Regions from separate parts of the Hordeum vulgare genome. Here region 1 is linked to region 2. Evidence: chromatin contacts called from public Hi-C data. All regions are on one chromosome and are shown on one strand. Each heading gives the region's core, a stretch centred on a gene start, on an enhancer-like site or on the middle of the called end of the contact. The rest is flanking DNA. Distances are from core to core; before and after follow the strand shown. Region 1 holds the start of LOC123444138. Region 2 holds the start of LOC123440110 (gallate 1-beta-glucosyltransferase 84A23-like).

Evidence for each region. A called contact is a pair of places that touch in the nucleus more often than the background predicts.
Region 1: a contact with region 2 is called in a Hi-C map of leaf, with 5 times the contacts expected there. The contact joins the promoter of LOC123444138 here to the promoter of LOC123440110 in region 2. A contact is called at or near these places in 3 of 6 Hi-C or Micro-C datasets (leaf and seedling) and 1 of 1 datasets of contacts at active chromatin or transcription factors (embryo).

What each region holds. Positions count from the first base shown.
Region 1 is chr3H:439,195,245-439,199,033 of MorexV3_pseudomolecules_assembly, reverse strand. LOC123444138 reads left to right here and starts at 2,239. Exons shown (of 8, transcript XM_045120759.1): 1 at 2,239-3,556. It overlaps LOC123444140 (guanine nucleotide-binding protein subunit beta-like protein A), which reads right to left and starts at 1,528. Exons shown (of 2, transcript XM_045120760.1): 1 at 564-1,528. The coding sequence starts at 1,448.
Region 2 is chr3H:438,867,087-438,870,893 of MorexV3_pseudomolecules_assembly, reverse strand. It overlaps LOC123440110 (gallate 1-beta-glucosyltransferase 84A23-like), which reads right to left and starts at 2,542. Exons shown (of 1, transcript XM_045116689.1): 1 at 707-2,542. The coding sequence starts at 2,401. The coding sequence ends at 1,034.

The DNA of each region.
Region 1 (3,789 bases), core at 990-3,489, 330 kb before region 2:
ATGCTGGTGCTTCCTATATATTCTCACTTGATACTAGGGCTAGGAGGCTCCATGGAAGATGAACAAAAATATATTTCATACAAAGATATAACAAATAATATACAGAACGAGTAGATCTCTACACATTCCATGAACAAGTACTGCAATATATGTTAATAGTACAATCTACTGAACACACAAAAATGGTACTGGTAAACATGTGCTGATAATATAACTGGATATAACAGATAGATTGCTATCTAATTACATGCTCGCAATAAGTCTTTATCATTGCCAACTTAAATCAACTAGTTCTAAATTACAGTGCACAATAGCACAACTTTGCAAGATTTCAGCTACATTACATAATGTGATGAACTAAAAACATCACTGGTAATGTTCAGAACCTATGCTAAAATATAATTCCAACATGAAGCTAGCACATTGTAAATCATCAATTTGATTACCACAATACATACAGAACACAAAATGCAACAGATCTACGTAGCCACAAGGAACTAAACAATAGTAAACAATCAGAGAAATATGAAACAACGGACTGGTAGTGGGAATTGGAAATAAACCTGTTTGCTGGAGACTGGGACCTCGGGCCTAAGGTCCTGCACGATGTGCTTTGACTCAAGATCCCAGATCTTGATGGAATCCTGTGTCGCCGCGCAGAGCCAGTAGCGGTTCGGCGAGAAACAAAGTGAGTTGATAATGGATCCCGCATCCAGCGAGTAGAGTCTCTTGCCCTCGGTCAAATCCCACAGCAAAGTGACGCCATCCTTGCCACCAGAGGCGCAGAGTGAACCGTCTGGGCTGACCGCAACGGCACTAACATACCCACCATGGCCATCAAGAGTGCAGCGGAGCTTGCAGTTGGTGAGGTTCCAGACCTTGACGGAGCGGTCCCATGAGCCCGAGACGATGGTCGGGGCGAAGTTGTTGGGGGAGAAACGGACGCAGGACACCCAGCCGGTGTGGCCCTCGCCGCCTCCAAGGTCACCGCCGATGGTGTACTTGCACTCACCGAGGGTGTTCCACAGCTTGATGGTGCGGTCGCGGGACGCGGAGACGATCTGTCGGTTGTCAATAGAGAAGGCGACGGAGAGGACGTCCTTCTCGTGGCCGACGAAGCGGCGGGTGGTGACCCCGGTGGAGAGGTCCCAGAGGCGGAGCTCGCCGTCCCAGGATCCGGAGAGCGCGAACTGGCCGTCGGAGCTGAGGACGACGTCCTGGACAAAGTGGCCGTGGCCTGTGAGGCGGCGGAAGGGGACGCCGTACTCGGAGCTGGTGTCCTGGGTGGCCTGGATGGGGTTGGTGAGGTCCCAGACGAGCAGCGACTTGTCGCGGGAAGAGGAGACGATGAAGGGCGAGTTGTCGATGGGTGTCGCGATGGCCGTGACCACGTCGTTGTGGCCACGCATCACACCGGCGTACACGAGGGACTCCTGCGCGCCGGCCATGGTGGTGTGGCGAAGCGAGCGCTAGGGTTTTCGGGGGGTGCGGTGGAGGCGGCGGCGCAGGCTAGAGATGAGAAGGAAAGCGGGCGGAGAGGGAGGAGGAAGACTTTATAGTGGGGGCGGGCGTGAGACGCTAGGGTTTTCGTGCATTGCTAGCACTCTCTGCTCAGTTCAGCAGAAATCGTGGCCGTCCGATGACGACGAAAGCGTCTATGGGCTGAAACACAACAGGCCCATTACAAATGCTGCTGCGGATCCACTTGCGCATGGGCCTATAGCTTACCATCCTCCTCTCTCTTTTCTGCCCCATGGGCCTAATCATCGCTGCTGAGGGAAAAATGCAAGAAATGCTTTGGTCCTCTGCCTAGGGCAGGAAAATGCTTTGCTTGTATACTTTTGCTTGTGTGAAACATTTAGGTGACCACCACAAGAAAATTCGAGCATAAGATGATTCAAGAAAAGGATCATGTCATGACGTATTTGTATTTGCAGCTACTCCTATCGACTAAGAGCATTTTTTATTAGAAGGATTTTCATATAAATTTTGAAGAATTAGAATCCTTAAGGAGTTTTACTATGTTTGTTATTTGATTCGTACAATTGAATAATAATATACCAAATTTTTTTAAGGGATTCATTGCACTACAATACATAGGTTAATTCACTTAAGCATCTTTAAAAAATCATTTGTTTTTTCTTAAATGACGTTGGATTCTCAGCGAACGCCTAGAATTGCCATGCAAAAACAGATAAAATTGGCATGCTGTTGTAAGGGATTTGTTAGGATCTGCAGCGAAAATTGCCATGTAATATAAAAATGGCACACAAAAAAAGCGGCCTCCTTGGTTTTCTATGGTGCAGAGAAAATCATGTCGAGTCCAATCGGACATCCCCCGTTGTTTTTGCAATCCTGCGACTCGGAAAAGGCAGCGTGGAAAAAGGATCCGTCTTTCCGAAGAAAGAGCCCCATGAATCGAATCGAAGTAACCGGCCTTGTGCTCTGCGCTGTCCACGTCGATGTGCCAAGACATTCGGAGACGGATCACGATTCAGGCAGGAACCAGATAGGCGTTTGATGAGCACAGAGACAGAAACGGGTCCAAATCAAGTAATCACTTCCAGTTGTCAGCTCTTCTCCGCTCTAATCAACCAAGTAATCACTCGTTGCCGTGGCGGGATGGCAGCGCAAGGGAGTAATCCTCAAAAAAAGGGGGAGGGGGGAACGTTTCACAGCGGCTCCCGGCCGTTGGTTCCCTGAATGATTGCACCGCAGCAGGGCGGGTAAGTGCACAGTTACCAGGGAGGGCCGTGAATCTTGCAAACATGCTCGCCAATGGATGAACCATGAACGGGATCGAGTTTGCACCCCCCATGAAATTTGGTGGCGTTGGCAGCAAAGGCAGGATCGGTTTCCCAACAATCATGCCAACTCCCAGGTACCTTTTCAGAGCATCTCTGGGTTGGGTCGGGTTAGCTACCTTCCTTCTCCATTTATGGAAACAAATTCGGTTCCAATCCGTTTATCCTATAGTACTATAATGAGGAAACTAATCAACAGGCCACCATATACACAGCGGCGGACAAGGTAAAAAGGAACCTTTCATTTCACAGATAAGGCATATCTATCCCGGACCCAAGGGAGCAGACAACCACCCCTGTCTTGTAGGACTGCCCAACAGTAGTCAGTTACCGGCGGCACGGGACGCCCTGTGAAGATCCGCGGCGCGAATCGCGAGGCGGCAACCAGGTGATCCCCACGGCCAGATAAACGCGACGGAGGCCAGTAGCAGCGGGCCACCTAACCCATCGATCTCTTGCTTCTCTACTGGATGTTTGGGATCTCCAAGTCCCGCCCTGCAAGCGTCCCAAGGCCTTCTTGCCGTTGTTGGCCTGCCTCTCCTACTCTCCTGGTGGCTTGCATATCATATCATCCCTTCCCTCCTTCCTTTCTTCATCCAAGCCGAGCTCTTTACTCTTTTCATTTAGGGCGACCAACGTGTGATGCGTTGCTATGTCTCATAATCTCATTCTCACGGCGTGAGAAAAGCCCCTCTGCCTTTTTCCAGCTCCACCGGCTTGCTTGGCGCGGGCTTCGTCCCATTTGCCCCCAGGTAACGTGCAGTTCATGGCCCTTTTCCGTATGCCTCCGTGCCTGCCTCCGTGCATGGGCGCATGGCTCTTCCATTAGCTCCCTTTCTGTAAGCAAAGGGGATGTTTGGTGGGAAGATGCTTGAAAAAGAGCCGCTTTCCTGCCGTCTCGTGTGATGTTCGTGGTCTGATTCTTGTCATGTGGTGCGGATTGGCATGGATTGCGTAGTCTTTGTTCCGGGCAACCTTTTTGATA
Region 2 (3,807 bases), core at 1,293-3,792:
ATTTGTAGTCCGATAACCATAGTAAAGCGTAACGACTTTACAAAGGAAAAAACGAAATGTTGGGCTGCTGGAAGGAGGCAGCCTGGCGGTGCAGCTTGGGCTAGGTGGCCCACACCAGCAGCAGGGGAAGCGAACGAGCGGTGAATGGTGGCTCGTCCCCTTCCTCTTGCCCGACGCAGGGAGGTAGCGGCAAAGGACTCCGGCGAGGCAACGACTCCTGGGGAGGTATCCGGCGGGAGTGGCTCCGTGACAACTGGATCTGGGCGAGGGAGCGTGGATCTGAGCGGCGGCGTGCTGGAGATGCGGCTGCCGAGCTCGGGCGTCGATGGCGGTTCCATGTAGAGAAAAGATGGTGAGGCAGGAGAGAGATGAAGAGGGAAGAATAAGGGGCGAGCGGCACTGCTGGCCTAGGTCGTCCACGAGGCTCCGGCGAGAGTTGGCCGACGACGCGAGGTAGAGTGGGTCGGGCGGCGGCGGCAGGAGCTCAAGTTAAGATCAAACTCGGGAGCTCCTCCCCTAGAGCGGGCGCGGGCTACGGCTGCTCGGCCCGGATCGGGCCCGAGGCGGCCGAATCTGGGCCCAGACGGGCTGGTGCGGGGGAGGGAGACAGGGGCACGACGGCAATGACTGTGAAGAAAAACGTAATGCGGGTTGAATATCGAAAAAGCGAAGGATGTTTCTATAAATTTGACCGCGACGTAAGGCAAAAACAATAGCTGCTTTATTATTAAAAAAAATATAAAGTTTGCCTTCTACCGCTCAAAAAGAGAAAAGGAAAAAAAGAATGTATGATGACGTAAATTATAGCGGCTGACCTGGTGAATGATGTCAAATTACAGTTTTAGCAAAACTTGAAATACTCCCAAATAACCATCACGAGGACGACGTCACACTCCATTAAGTGCTAATGTGGCAGATGGGGCAGCCGTCCACCATGTAGCGTTGGTCATGCCCTTAGTGACCTCAAACGTCTTACGTTTGTGTTTGTTTTCAAAGGGAGTAATAAGCACGCTATCTTTGGGACCTAGTGTGCTTACTTTATTTGGTCAACAAAAGCTTGGACGCCGTTATCCGACGACCCGCCGCCGGCCAGCGCCGCACGCGCCTTCTCCTTCCAGCTGGCCGCTCGAAGTTCCATCTCTCCCGCCTCCGGCCCGCTCATGACCTCCTCGATGGATAGATGGAGCGCTTCCCTTGTCACCGGCGTCGGGGCACGGACGCCGATTCGGTACACATCCACTAGGAATTTCGCGTTGATGTTCTGATCGGACCACCTCGGGCTGGCAACGACCGGCACGCCCGCGGCGAGCGCCTCCGCGGTAGAGTTCCATCCGCAGTGCGTGACGAAGCAGCCGATCGCGCCGTGCGCGAGCACGTGCGCCTGCTTACACCACGGGACGACCTTGCCTCGGCCGCACAAGGTGGCCGCCTTGAGGCCGTCCAGTGTGCCCTGAAAGAGGACCGCGCGGTTGTCGTCGCGCATCACCCAGAGGAACGGCCGGCCCGTGCTGACCAGCCCCTCCGCTATCTCGGCAGTCTCGTCGTCGCCCGTCTTCACCAGGCTCCCGAACGCGACGAACACCACCGAGCGCGGCGCCTGCGCGTCGAGCCACGCGATGCAGCCGTCGTCATCGGAGGGCCCGTCGGTTTCCGGCTCGATGAGAGGGCCGACTGGTATAACCTGGACGTGCTCGCCAAGCGCCGCGATGGCCTCGTGCTCGAGCTCGTCGAAGGTGTTGACGAACACCCACGATACCCTCTCGCGGATGCCGCCGAGATCCTCGACGAGCATCTTTCGCCACATGTACTGGTCGGAGGCGTAAATCAGGAGGGGACGGAGCTCGTCCATGGCGAGGTCTGGCAGCCCAGGGATCGCCACCAATAGCGAGCGGCCGGGCGCGTCGTCGTCCGCCTCGGGAAACGCCGCGAGCGAGTGCACGTAGTGGTAGTACACGGAGAGCAGGGCGCAGGACTGGATCCACAGCATGCCGCGGGGGAGGCCCAGCTCGCCAGCCACGCGGAGCGCCCACGGGACGAAGGCGTTGGTCACGACGCACGTCACCGGCCGCCCAGCTTCGGCCTCCCGGCGGATGAGCTCCTTGAGCGCCGCCGGTCCAGCGGCCTCGACATGGCGCGCCATGTCGCCGGCGTCGCTGAACCGTGGATCCTCCGGCTCCCATAGCCCGCCGCCGTGCAGGCGCTCGAACCGGAACCCCGCGCGCTCGTGGCCGTCGCTGTCCTCCTCCACGCGGACGGCCGCGCGGAGAGCGGTGGTGAAGGTGACTAGCACGCCCTTGGCGGCGAGGCGGCGGCCAAGGCGCATGAGGGGGTTGATGTGGCCCTGGAATGGAGTGGACACGAGGAGGGCGTGCGGCCGAACAGGGGTCGTCGTCATCGTCATGGCAGCTGCTTCAACTACTATGTCCTGCACTCTTGAAATAGAGTTGGAGTTGGTGGGATTTTGACAGCGAAATGTTGGTGGAGTTGCTGGGATTTTAGATTGCGAGGTGTGGCGGCTTAGAGCTGCTATCAAAAAATGCTACACCTACGAATTTGTATGGAAATTACTTCAGAAAAACAGGTTTCCTTTCCTAACCTCCACTAATCTCCTCCCTGATTTTTAGGATTAGGCCCTGCGGGATCTAATTAATCAACCAAGCCCACATCACTACCTATGTAAGATTTCATAGAAAGTCTAGGTAAAAGTCTAGCAAAGCTGGAGTTATCCACAACGTGCTCGTTTGAATTGTCACGGACACAAAACGCAACCCAACGTACAGATTTAAATGAAAGTCTGTCTGTTTTTTTATCCGCCCACGAGCCATTACAGTATTATATTTGGGTCGGATTTACATCGGCGCGAACATAGGTCGAACCCGCGCGACGCCCGTCCTTCTCCTTCTCCTGACCCGTCCGTCGGTGGCACAACGTTATCATTTCCCTTCAATTTCCAAAAAACCTCCCACACACTCGCGCGCGCCATGAACATCGACACGCCGACCCTCGACGCCGTCGCCGGCCTTGCCTCCCTCGCCTCCACCGGTCCCGTCTCTCCCAAAGGAGAGCGCAAAGGGCCGACGACAATCATGAAGAAGAAGGTTCTGACGCCTGTGTAGGGCGTCGTTCAATCGACGAGGAGGAAGCACCGCCGACATGAGCAAGAGGCCACGAAGGAGGCCACAACCACGTCCAGCATCGCCACCATCGTAGATCGGGAGGCTGAAGCTGCGAAGAACCATCGGCTCATCATTGCCGACACGAGGCAGACCCTGCAAATGCTAGGGTTGAACCCAGGCCAGCACGGGCTCATCGTTGCCGCTATGTCTGCGGCCAGCACCGGCTCATCACTATCATTGTTGCCGCACATGTCCACCGCGCCGGAGGGGCAAGGCTTCGAACAGTTGCACCCTCAAACCTCCCGGTTGTCCAACTCTACGTGCTCCGGTTCATCGGAGGTGAGCGTGGCCGCGTCTGCCACGCCAGCGCCTGTGGCCATCGATCTCAACACGATGCCTATAGGGGGTGGATCGTCCTCCACGGGTGCACGCAAACTGTCTCGCGAGCTCCCAACCAACGTCCTGGGGAACGCACGGAACCCATTCGACATAATGCCAACTCCAGAAGACGAGGCCAACTGCATGTTCATGAAGAACCTCATCAACGAAGGTGGTGACGACGGCATTCCCTTCGATCCCAACGAGACGCAAAGCTAGGATGGTCGCCCCCCTTTCATGGTCGGGCACGATGGTATTGGGTACACGTTTGGTGAAGACATGGCTGACCCCCTCATCATGGACCAACTCGGCT